Linked DNA regions of Gasterosteus aculeatus: region 1 is linked to region 2. Evidence: chromatin contacts called from public Hi-C data. All regions are on one chromosome and are shown on one strand. Each heading gives the region's core, a stretch centred on a gene start, on an enhancer-like site or on the middle of the called end of the contact. The rest is flanking DNA. Distances are from core to core; before and after follow the strand shown. Region 1 holds the start of limk1a (LIM domain kinase 1a). Region 2 overlaps limk1a (LIM domain kinase 1a).

The links. A called contact is a pair of places that touch in the nucleus more often than the background predicts.
Region 1: a contact with region 2 is called in a Hi-C map of skeletal muscle, with 2.8 times the contacts expected there. The contact joins the promoter of limk1a here to the enhancer-like site in region 2. A contact is called at or near these places in 4 of 6 Hi-C or Micro-C datasets (skeletal muscle, tail fin and whole body).

Annotation. Positions count from the first base shown.
Region 1 is chr1:8,824,468-8,831,046 of fGasAcu3.hap1.1, forward strand. It overlaps limk1a (LIM domain kinase 1a), which reads right to left and starts at 4,280. Exons shown (of 16, transcript XM_040175949.2): 1 at 3,933-4,280; 2 at 1,491-1,590. The coding sequence starts at 3,990. elna (elastin a) reads right to left here. Exons shown (of 47, transcript XM_078098250.1): 47 at 5,131-6,579.
Region 2 is chr1:8,787,467-8,794,414 of fGasAcu3.hap1.1, forward strand. limk1a (LIM domain kinase 1a) reads right to left here. Exons shown (of 16, transcript XM_040175949.2): 16 at 5,729-6,948. Among protein-coding and RNA genes, the nearest start is that of septin4b, 10 kb to the left of the region's middle. Within about 2 kb of position 4,920, at least 7 of the 9 cell types and tissues checked have open chromatin away from gene starts, as enhancers often do.

The sequences.
Region 1 (6,579 bases), core at 3,030-5,529, 36 kb after region 2:
AGCGGAAGTCTCCGATTACATTTTACAGTCTTCAAAGAATCAATGACCATTAGTGTGTCTCCACTATCTTTGAATCTCTTTATATTCAAAGAGTTATTTGACCTGATGCAACTGTATTGATCTGAAGATTGAGTGACAATAGGATGACGAACATGTAGCATGTAGGTGCTCTTAAAAGATGCCTTCAAAGGGAATGTGATGATGTAGATTTGTATCTGTGTGGTTCTAATATGTATATATATATATACACATATGTACCCATATATATGGGTATATAAGGGTTTACAATAATCAAATAATATCATGGTTTAGGAGGCTACGAAAACATAATTTCTGCGTTCCGATCAGTTAAGCCACAGACATACAGTATATTACATGTTGTAATGCTCAATGTTAAAAACCGTAATAGTGGTTGAAATCCAAGCAATGTGATGAATTCACACGGAGACACGTGAAGTCTCACTGCCCACTCACACAATGTGCCGCAGAACAATCCATCAAAAATCGAACAAGCTGAAGGCATCCTTTAAAAAGGAGCTGCTTTGGAATCAAAGTCAATGCTTTATCATCATTCAACGTGATCTCCAAAACCTGTTCGTAAAAATGTATACGAAAATCTTGAACATACAAATTTCGTAGTGATACATACGAACTGCTGGGGGTTAACCACGCCCCTTGAGTGAACGTCTCTCCGCCTCTCCGGATTTTTGGAGGGGGTTAGGGTTAGGTTACATCGTTAGACTTCACACAGTGTGTTTACAGGGTGCAGGTCCCCATTCACTTTGAATAGGGTGGCGTCATTTCGTATGTATCACTACCAAATTTGTATGTTCAAGATTTTCGTATACATTTTTACGAACTGGTTTTGGAGATCAGGCTGCATCATTTGATGTAATTATTTTTTGTAAACATTATTCAAACAGGTTTTCAAACCGCTCAATTGTGAGGGACTTCGCTACTGAGCTTCTGTGTCCGTGGTGAGTCATATGAATTATAGGAGTAATAAACGTGTTTAAACGATCACCCGAACTGGTCTTTTCCTTAACAACATATATATTTTTTTACAACAATTAACAGTCTAAACGCTATTTGATTTTGCTGCGACGCATGGCAGAGAAAAGAGCTGAAACCAGCTACTGTTATTGCTTAAACTTCACACAAACTACACTACACAGCGTTTTGTTTATTCATCAAAGGTCATTGTACGTGATTATTTATAATACCTATTTTTATTTTGATGTCCATTAACCGCTCCATTGGACAGCAGAAGGGATGATGGAGAAGGAGAGGAGGGAGAGACACGGGGAGAAAAATTGCAGCAGAAGGTGGATTTATTTTCTTTCCAGTGACCCAACCCTGCCATGGACTAATGGTTTTCAGCTCCACACTCATCCAGCGGGTCGCTGAAGAAGACGCCCCCATCACCTGACCTTTAAAGACTCGTGTGGACATGCCGGGGCGGGAGGGAGGTGGGCTAGTGTTGCACAGACCTGAAGCAGACGCTGTGCCAGTCACAGCTGAGGGCCTGGAGGTACTGCTCATCGTAGATCCTCTGTTTGCATCCCGCGCACACGGGCAAACGTCCTCCGGCTGAAAACGCGAGAGATTGCAGGTTACAGGAGGAACTGGCATCCACGGCTTTATGGTGCAATTCGCATAGAATCAATGGCAGTCCTTTGACGACGTGTCATATTCGCTGATATGGGTTTGCATGTGACTGCTATCTCTGTTCTTAACTCGCCTTCCATGCAAATCCTCACTGAGGCTCCGGATAGCAAACAAACAGCACAGAATAAATGCTTCTTCATTTTAGACAACATTCAACAGGCACATCAACAGATATCGTATTTATATCAAATCATTACATTTAGAAAAATAGAACAAGCCTGTTGCTGTTATATACAGATTATTTCTTAAGTGCTTTCTTTCTCAAAGTTATATAATGAAACTGAAACGAAATTTTTGTAGTCCGGTTAAATATAGTATACGATAAATCGTAATCATTAACCAGTGAATCTTGGTCAAAATATTGTAGCACTAGGAACACCATTTTTTTCTAATTCTGCTTACGTGACAAATCATTTATCATTTTTAATAAAAGAGTAAACTTCTCTAAAGGGAGAATATTAACTATGATATAAATCTCGGATGAAAGGACATAAAGGCGATAATCCCTTCATTAGTAGGCTTGAATCGTTGAGTGGAAGAAGAAGCTACAGATGAACAACTTTCACAATATTCTCAAATAACATTGCTGGGTTCTTGAAATTAGTGTAAATTCACATAATCAGATTTCAGAAAGACACTTTGTTGAATTATAGTGACAGTTTTTGCCTGTTCCCACCTTCTTAGCATAAAAGCAGACAATATTTCAATTCCTAAATTATTTTTTAAAGTGAAACTACAAAAACATTTCACTTGACCTGAGCCTGCGTGCAAATTACACAATGCAGGAAATCATCGGTGACGTTTCTGCAGCTGAAAAATAAAACAGCGTGCACTGTATTTATTACATTTATACTGTTATTTACTGATATTTTACAGACAAAAGAACAGCTAGAATAAATGTAACGGTCCTGAGTGCAGATCAGTTCAGAGTTTAACCCGCAGCTCGATGTCTGTATATTGTTGGATCAATGTTGGATCACAGGAGAACAAAGCAGAGGTTTTGATTACTCCTCCATCCTTTGATGGCGGAGGTTCCTGTGCGGTCGGCTCATTTCTGTAATGACTGAGCCGCCTTGCTGGAGTAAATATATTGATCCGATTGGCTTGAAAACTCGCTGGTTCGTGCTGATGGCTTTTTTTCTCCTGTTCCCCTCACTTCCCCTCTTTACTAATGAATGGGTTTCACCTCATTCTCTTTACCGGGGATTTTTTATATTTGAAAACTGGACCTCTGCTGTCTGCAAAGGTTTCAGAGAGGATGCAAATACCTCAGCAAAAAGCGCACAAACACCTGCCTTCTAACACGGACTCACACTCACACTACTTTTTCCTGGCAGGTGTCCCATCCCTCCCAAATCATGACTTGCAAAAACTCCCGCAGAGGTTCGTCCTGCACAGTGAGTTATTACATTAAAGGTGAGTAATCATGATCGAGGCTGAATGACAACTACAGTGAAATAGTGTCTCGAAACGAAACGTATTTACAGTGATACACAAATAATTATTCCAACGCTTGTTCTAGAGCAATTGTTCCCAGCATTTATTTAAACAATATTCTGATAATATATAATTTGCGTTCCAATTCAACAAAAAAATAGGCCATTTATTAATAAATTTAAAAAGATCAAACATTATTCCAAAGGCCAATGCTTTGTGTAGCATGAATACATTTGTTAAAACACCCAACAACCCACCAAACCATTGTGCTGGCATCATTTCTTCAGATAATGTTCCTCTCAGCAAATTAGATTGAGGAAAAACTTGGTTATCATGTTCTGAGAGGCATTAGTAAATCAAGCCAGTGAACCAGGAAGAGATAACTGAGGATTTGAATCGTTGATGCTATTATCTGCAACTCAACTCTGCAACTCTGTAAAACCTTTATGTGTCATGCAGAACAATAACTCCAAGATGCACATAATAAAAGTGTCTCATTTCGCATTAATGACGTCACAGTCCTCGCATTAGTTTGATCACTGTAACTTGCTTCTGCTTGTCACACGCTGAACACATGCGCACATCCTCTAGGTCGAATGGATGAGAGTGCTGCGCGCGTGGCCTGAGACCGCCGCATCCGAACACGAGACACGGCTGCGGCGGCACCACAATACGGACACGCAGACCAAAAAAAACAACGATGCCGCGTAGTATTGCCCATAAGCGCCGGTCAACGGAGGGGGGGTGGAGGGGGGGGGTGTAGTGGAAAGCGTGACGGGGTGGAACAGCGTCTTCCCGCCCCTGCGCGCCCAGCGGCGGCTCCTCACCTTCCTCCTCTCCCATGCGTTCGTCCTTCCAGGTGCAGCAGAGCAGCATCAACCTCATCCACTCTTTGGATACCGAGCTCCGGCTAAAGAGCCAGCCGCCTCAGGGTCGACAGATGAACGGGGATGTCCGACGGGCCACCGGCAGCTCCAGCACCCCCAGCAGCAGCAGCAGCAGCAGCAGCAGCAGTGCAGCGGTCCTGTCGCGGTTCGCTTCGGTCCCTCCCTGCGGCGGCCCGCGATGCTTCCTCCCCGGCGCCGATGCACGTCTGTGCGGCGCTTGATTCAAGAGAGACTGCCGACCAATGAAGCAGCTGAGCCGGGGAGAGGAGGACGAGTGGCGGCCAACCAGCAGCGCTCGTTGCTTTAATGAATGCATGTCTTCAGGGGGGGGCCCGGCGCAGTGCAGGAAACACCAATGAGCGGCAAATGAATACATAATGATAACCTCCTTTTATTTGGTTGATATGTTCAATGTAAACATAAAATATTGCGATATATAGAGATGCGTTTCTGCAACAAAAAATGCATCGTTTTCTTTGTCACTGGAGTCAATGGAAAAATGTTAAAGAGTAAGAGATAAAAGTGAACCCCAAGATGTAAAAAAGGATTATGATGAATTAATATTATCTTGGATTTAAACTAAGCATTCCTTTTAGGAACAACACAACAACAAACACAAGCCCAAAAGAGTTTTCCCTAATTCTTGCTACCACATAGTTACTCCTTTGTAGAAGTACCTACAATATTATACTGCAGTTCCACAGTGACACTGTTTCCAAAGTGGGACGTTTACTTCTGCTGATGGTGAACTAGATGTCCAGGGTGCAGCGCACGGGTCACTGGTCCTCCCAGGAGATCTCGGGAGAACAGCAACATGAGTTCATTATTTCCAGCTGGCACCACAAGAACAGTCAGTTAAGTTACCGCTGAGGCACAAAGCCAACCCCCCCCCCCCCCCCCCATCTGTTTGTTGTCATTACAACCAAGAGCTGTGCCAACTAATAAAACACACTAAATGTCGTCGTTCCTGATTCATTTTTGCCCAGTGGGACAAACAGAAAAGACTTACACCTGCGATATTATTACTTTGTGGCATGATGCTTGCAGCAAACTGATCTACCAGCCGAGGCACTTTGAGGGACAAATTGATGCGCCTGTGAAAAGCAATCACAAAAACAAAGCAGGACAACGCAATATCTTTTTTTACACATTGTATTTTGTTTTTTAATGAAGCAAATTGATGCTGGATTCCAGGAACAAGTCACATGTGTCACATGGAAATATAAAAAGTGCAAAACCACACTGTTCCTCCTTATAAAAAAACAGTTTTAAATAAAGATGAAGACTATCCCATGGCACATAGGACCAGGTCAGACCCAGCGGGGCTCAAAGACATTTCTTACACAGCGCAGAGTGAAGGAACCGAAGCCTGCGTTTATCAATTTAGTACACAAAATACAGTACACAACCACAGAGAGAGATCGGGTCACTTGGCAACAGCGCTCATGGACCTTTGGTTGGTGAGCCTTTGTAAAAGCAGCTCAAGTAAAGGATGAACAGTGGGATCATGCCTCTCACTAACACTTAGTCTCTCCCAATAAACAAAATTCAGTTGTACGATTCTAACCGCTGAATAAATGCGAAAGGAAAGGATCGTTCACGCATTCCTGGTAACAATAAAGCTATTAGTCAAAGAATGGTGCAATTAAGATATTAGTCAAAGAATGGTGCAAGACATCTTGAAAAGTCATGTGATGACAAATAAATGTAAATAACTGCTGTAATGAGACTAAACATTGGAAGCATAATAAAGCGCTCTATTTGAGACACTTAATGAAACATTCACACATATGTAATGAAAACGCCAGAGTAGTATTTTAGGCTTTTTTTTATATACTTTGAAGGCTTCCCCTGTAACGTCTTCAGCAAACACTGCTTCTTCATACATCACAAGTTTGGCAACGTTAGAAATTCATGGAAAACTGAACTGCGTAGCACCTAAAATCTTCAAAGTTACTGAGAGCAGATGGGTTGTCCAGAACCCCAATTCCTGCTGCTTTATACCCAGCAGGCTTAAAATAGCAGCAGAGAAGACGGGGAGCCAAGAGACGACATTGGGATTGGCCACATTTCATCCATTTTTCGGACGAGCCTGGACCGACCCCGACCGGATGACAAGCTCTGCACAGCGAGGTCTTATGTGGCTGAGGACAGCCCACCTTGATTCATGATTAAAACCGAGAGAGAAATCACTCACGTGACAGGCGACGTTCAGTCGGTCTTTCTCACAGTACAATGATACACGCACACACGCATTCGTGCACAACAACGACACATGGTGACGCACACACACACACACACACACACACTCTATTCTAATTAGGGGAGTGTAGTAAGGGGAGTGATAGCTGATTAATTTGAGCACATCATTGACTAAAGCCACGATCAATAAGACACGTCACATCTGAGCGTGTACAAACTTCTGGGTCGGTGGGTTTGCATAAAAACAGACGTAGAAGTCAATTAAAAAAACAAAACCAAACCTCTTTACATGTTTTCTAATGGGGTTTGTTTGCATATAAAATGTACATTTCCTATCATGCAGTAGCACCATGGTGTCTTGAGGTCACACTGGATATCTAGAGAT
Region 2 (6,948 bases), core at 3,670-6,169:
GGGAAAATGTGTCCCACGGCTTGTAGTCCTCAAATATGGAATTACTGCATAACATATTGACACATAAGCCAAACACATGTAACAACAACAGGAATTTGAGAGTTGTCCCACGAGGGATTGTGGTTAGGAATGAAGGCTACAAATAATACATTGTGCAATGTGAACATGAAACGTAGGCAAGCCAAAAAAAATGTAAAACAGCCCCAGTGGGGTTGTGAATTTAAGCCCGATAAAAACAAACCAGGCAAGCTCCGGAGCGGCATCGCTGGGTGTCGCCATGCCGTCCTCGGATGGACAATCAAAGAGCAGCTGGACAACACAAATGATTCATAGAGCGGGAGAATCCTTTACTGTCTTTGATCGTCAAGGTCACACCACCTTGATAACCGATGACCTCAACACCTGCCAGAGGGCCGGTCATCCCCGGGTTGGTTTTTCGAGCAAGGACCATGGGAACTAGGCTGAGATTATTTATAGCGGGTAGGGGGGGGGAGGGACTTGGCAAGGGCCACTTCTACGAGGCTTTAGAGGAATGTCTGAGGTCGCCCTCTGACACAAACTTCTGCAGAGTGCGGAGGCCAGAGGCCGGGTTGATGTGGGACATCTGCAGAGATAAAGACGCCGGCCAATTAGCTGGAGGGTCTGGTGAGCGGGCCAGAGGGGACAGGAAGGAAGCGGTGAGCATTGGACGTTAGGATGTAAGAGGAGAATCAAATAGGGCAATTCAGGAAGCCATTTTGAAGCCATTTTTCGATTTGCCGTTTAGCAAAATAAGACGAAGCCTATTAGCGGGCGGTCTTGTAGCAGATATTCCAGACAGGTTTTTTCAGGTAGGACTTTTTCTGACAACTATGGTTCTGCCAAATTTGATCTCTTTCTTTTGCCAAAAAATGCTAAGTGCAGGCAAATCCACACCTCCAAAAAACAACAAAAAGAAGTTTACTAAAACGAATATATATACACACACACACACACACACACACACACATTATTTCCCTTGTGATGGTGTCATTAAACCCAAAATCAACCTGAACAATGACTGTAAGCCCAAAATCTTTCTTCTGTAGGAAAGGCTTTTACAAACAAAATAATATTGACACCACAAATCCCTCTTGAAGCCCTCGTCTTTCACCGTCTCTTCATTGTTGTCGCACTCAGCGCCGCGCGCTCGCTCCCTAACCTGATTGTTTGCCCTCGCATCACGCCGAAAATGCCCAGAGGGCCGCCTGTCGAAGACAGAGCTCGCGGGCCCAAACCCGGACGCCGCAGCCATCACCACTGGGCCATCACACGCCGGATCTCCACACATGCACCGAGAGGGGAGCGCCCACCCTTTGCCCAGAGGAGGGTCTCACACACACACACACACACACACACACACACACACAGGTCAGGATTTACTGACGAGCGACCTCACAGAGAGGAGCGGTGCTGCGTGGATTCACTGAGGTAACGTAATGGATGACAGGATTACCGCGCAGGAGTATAATGTCAGCACCTGATACTGGGTGCCGGTTGGCATTCGCGTGATCGTGAATATGACGACATGAAGGAAGAGTGAGGTTGTTTTCAGAGCGTGCCCTCATCTAACACAGGGAACGCCCAGTGTGAAAAAGTAATCCCATCTCACGCCCGTCATTTAACATTCCCGAAACTAATCCACCTGCGATGTTTTGTGTTGCAATAAAATGTACTGTATGTGTCTCTCCAACAGTCAAATGCCAATCGGCGCACAGACGGGTGTGGTGCAGCATACTTTCCAATTCTGCCTTTTCCAGTTTGCAAACGGGACACAACGAGGGCGCACGCGCCGAAGCAGTGACGGCTGATGAGAAAAACAGGCGTAGCTACGAGGGAAACAGAGGAAAGGGGAAAAACCGGCATCCACTGCAGTAGCTAGCGAGCTAATGGGCTAATAAAGTCCAAGTATAGACTGACTATACTTTGGCTGCAGCGGTAAGCAGCAATGGAAGGCACAAGAAGCTAATGGCTAGTTGAGTAAAAGCCACAGAGGAATGAACCATGGTGAGAGTGTGTGTGTGTGAGTGTGTGTGAGAGAGACAAGCCGCCCTGGCTTCTCTGTCCACAGCTGGCGCTACCCGTGATCAGTGACGTCATTCTGTGTGTGTTCTTGTACGTGAGGTTCGGTGGCATTTTTTAGGTTTACGGAGCCGGGGTGTGGACACGTGGGAAGGGCACTTCGGCTACGTCCACCAGGACCGTCAAAGAGGACAGAGACACGTGTGCTTAATGAGGACACACGATGGGTGTGGTTTCGGAGGGCGGGGACTACTTTTATGTAGACATCTGCTAGTTTAATCGCATACCCAGAGAGAGAGGGGTGCCAAACCATCAGAGATTAATCAGCGAACGCCGTCACCCAGCCGGTAGCGGCAGCGGCAGCTTGGCCGCAAGAACTTGAACAGATGTGGAAAGTTGCCCCACAAGGTGTTCCCTCTGTTGTCACATGGGCTTGGAATGTTGCTAAGGAAGGAACCAGGTTTGTCGCACTCACACGGATCCACACCTCTCCACCGGCCTGTGAATGCTTTGGGCTTAAAAACAAACACACCCACCCTGCTGCCCGCCCCCACCCGCTTTCCATCCCCACTCAGCCGGGCCAAACACAGCTGCAGGGTTTTCTTTCGGATGCACAGAGTGACACAGAGAAGAGGATGAGGGGCGGTTTTGACGGGCAGGTGGCAGGACGCTGGCTACTGGAAAGGCGATGACAGGACGCTGAGACACTGCAGAAGGATGGGCAAGATGTTGCCAACGAGTAAAACTCGCAGACCAAGCAGGTTCTCGGTGGCCACAATAGGAACAAGAAAACACACCTGACGCCTCTTTGATGTCAAGTAGAAAACCTCCAAAAGCACAACAGCCAAGTCACACGAGCTCAGTGGATTTACAGTGAGAATCATGTCATTCAGCAGCATTTTCAGCAATAAATCTCAAGTTTGAATCATACTTCGCATGTTTCCAACTCAGCATGAAGAAAACATAAGCCTCTTTAGATGAACAAGAACTGGGTGGAAACCCGCCTGAACAGCAGCGGCTGTCAGAGGTGAAATCAACAAACCACAATGTCCTCATTTCGGAGAGATAATCAAGGCAAAATCTCCTTTCACCAGTGACCTACTTAGTCATTGGCAGCAGATTTTAAGGAAAACTCGGCTTTCTTACCTCATCATCTGGTTTGAGGAGGACGGTTGATCCACAGGAGAAATCAGGTCAAAGCGCACAGCCAACGGGGGTCAAACATAGGAAAGGAGACAAACACAACACTGTAAACATGTCGAAAACGTATCGCCTGGAAGACCACAACGCTTGGATGACATCTAAACCTTGCGTAGTGGTTACCACACATCATAGTATTTGACACCCGGGTGATCAGGATCAGTGGGACATTATTCAATGTTTTAAGGAAAGGGAAACCCTACAACTCTCACATAAAACAAGTCATGCACCGGTTAAATCTTTATATTTCTCCTTTGTCACTTAAGAAATATATATTTCTAAACGATGCAGACCTGCTCAAGCTTGAGTTTGCGAACCGAATTTAGTATTCAAAGGCCGAGCTTGCTTGTGTTCCTCAAATACATCTTTTCCCCTCGAGGAAAGATTTACAACGATACAGGACAGCAATTGTTATAAACAACTACACATCCGCACCCCGCTGCTGAAAGTCATTTTCTGTGCTTCTGGAAGCACATTGACAGTTTTGGGGGTTTCAGTTTCCTGACTGAAGAGTTTCTAAAGACACGCTGAGACAGTTCTCAACAGTCATCGGTAAAACAAAAAAGTCATTCATGGAAAAAAATGTGATCTTATCGCCAAGATGTCCTATCTGAAGTGGCTCCGCTACGGTGGGAATCGGCAGAGAAGCTGTAAAGGTGAATCTCAGGGCACACAATGTGGTTTTCTGGTTGAGAAAAGAAAACCCAACCGCATAGGGAATGAACTCTGGAGCAGGCGACACAGATTTAAAATAGCCCGGTTTCTCGTCGTTCTTTCACGGCCTCTGGTTTAAACCAATGTTACATTTAGGTAGATTAGTGTAGTCCATGGAACACACAAAAAAGCTCCCCCACACACACACAGTATTTAAGCACCCAAGCTCTCTAGTAACACTTTTGTAATCCAGCACAATGCTCACATCTGGAGTTACAGCAACAGAGGACACGATGAACCAAACCGCATGGAGGTCAAGCGCGACCCGCGTCCACCGGAGAGGCTGTCATCTGTGTCCTCACCTGCCACAGAAGCGCTACACGGGACGACTGCTTCAATGAGACAACAGTCCCAATAAAGTCCCCTGTTTGGACAGAGCGAGCTCTCTGACATGGTCTCAGGTGTGATAAATCACAGGTGAATACGGAGTGATTGTTGTGGTAAATAAAGCGACGGGAGCGTGTGGACCCGGTCTCGGTACCGCTCTTGCACACCGGGAGGACTGGCGGGATTAAGGTTTAGCAGAACGAACCGGACCCTCCGGTCCGGACAGAGAGTCATTTAATAATAAAAGTGTGCGGATTAAATGGGACGTAGAGGCTCGCGCTGTGCGTGAGTTTTAACGGAGACCCGTGTGTCTTTATTAACGACTACAAAAAAAGACATTTAAAGGGAAAGTGTGGACTGCGTCTTGGTGTCACTCCGGTGGACGAGACTAAACGTCCCGGACGCGGAGTCCGATGTGAGCTCAACGTTACTCACCGTGGTTGAAGATTGTGGACCGAAACCGGTGGTTGCTGGACGAATGCTCCATTTTTATTTTTTTAATAATGCGGCGACCTTCTTCTTCTTCCTTTTTTTCTTTTTTTTTTCTTCGTTGGTATTTCCTTAATTTCCTCTCCAGATCCAAACACAACTGCGGTGAAATGACAGCAGCCCGCCCGCGTGCTGTGAATGCGCGCGCCCCCCTCCTTCTCCTCCCCCCTCCCTTCTGTGCTAGGCCCGTGACGTCACGATGGCTCCGCAGCAGCGGCGTCGGAATGAAAACAATCGCACATGGACGCGATGTGGGGAAGAAAGGTTCGCTTGGAAGTGTAAATGTTTACTGTTACTCATCCTGCACGCAATGTTGACATTTATCATCCAACGCCACCGTTCAAAAAAAAAAAAAGTATATTATTGCATATGGAGTTTTTGAGGTAGATTGTAGGGATTGCTTATTTATATGTATATGTATAAGTTCTACAATAATAAAATAAAATAAACAATTTCTCCATCTCAACTTCAACATGCAGTAATAACAGCAATCCAATACAAATGACGATTTTAGCGCAACATTTTTGCAGCACTATGACATTTACTGATGCTTTACTGTACAGCTCGTACAGTACTGTACTACATTACTTGTTGTAGAATGAGTAAGACTCATACTGTCCACCTTTGAGAGTGACGAGTAGCTGCATTTTATATTTTTATTTTCTACAATATCATTTCAACTTCTAGTGACATCTAGTGGTCAATTTGACAACCCATTTCTAATAAATTCACCTTTTCTTTTTCTAGAAAACACAAGCAGGATTTTTTTCCACTTTCCATTACACACACATTCAATAGCACTAATGCAGCTGTCTTCTAGTGTGATTTTATACACATGGATGGAGCTCTCACACTGTTCTCTGAGTGTGTTTCAGCATTGTAAATGCAGAGGAACTTGATAGAGTGGTTATAAATAGAAAGACACCATCATTATTGTACAAACACATTGAGTCTTTGGTTTGTTTTAGAAGCAACAGTTTTATTTGTAGCCGTGAAAAAAAAGGGGGGGGAAAAACAGTCGCCTCCTCAGAGTCTAAATGCTCACGTTCAAGATTAAAGTGCAGAATTGTTTTCACAGCTTGTGTAATTTAAAAAAAAATGAGACCAAAATCAAAGAAATATAAGGTTAAAATATCAAAACTAGGCATCGGAAAAACATAAATAGGATACAGAACAAGATGACATCTCATACAACATTGTATCAGCAATGATATTCACTCCACTTAAATCAGGCTTGCACTTATGACACATGAAAAGGGGAATCAGTTCACGTTTCTTTTTCCAAGTGGTTGGCAAGGCTAGCTTACATCGAAGGCACAGCATTGTTCAGAGGTAACGATCCTTTGCAAAGAAGAGCCGCGGCATCCTCCTCATCGATCCTCACAGACACACACTAACGTGCTCGACAGAACAGAAAACGCGCCGAAGCATCTCACGTGGAGCGAGCCCATGGACGCACACGCACTCCAGCAGGTTTTACAGAAGCATATTTTGTGTTTTCAGCATTTTACATCGACAGAAGGTTACATGCTCCGAGTCTCACTTTTAAGCGTTTGAATCCTCCTCTCCTATTAAGCTGCCGAGTTAATTGAATTAGTGAAAAAAGATCCAGGAATATATACGGCCCTGAGACAAAGGAGTGGGACGAGAAGGTGAGTGGCCAGTTTAAGTGCTCCAACATCAGAACGACAGGCAGAGGTTGCAGCCTCTGTGGAGCATCCCACACAAAAGCAAGCAGTCAGAAGGAGAAAAAAAAACACAGAACCTCATTCGCAAAGGACCAGTCTGTAGGCAGCAGGCAGAGCTGGGACAACGCATCCTCTCGGTAGCAACGGCGTTTTGGGTGCTAAAGCTTGAAAAGTCAAAATATAGTCATGGTTTCCATAGATACATCGAATGTAGAGCCATGCACAAAAAATGCATGTAAATAATTATAAAACGGTTTGCTTTCAAGAGGATGCATTTCCTAGATCCCATTTTTACAGTTGAAAGGCTCCATCAGTGTCTTGCATTCATATTTCTACCTGAACCGACATCATTTATTTCCGTATCACAAGAAGCCCAAGAGAGGAAATTAACAAACATGGCTTCATCCAGCCATTTGGTAATATAGTGCAAATTAAAGTACTCAAATCTATACAAAAAGATTTCAGTGGTTATATATACATCTACACAAAA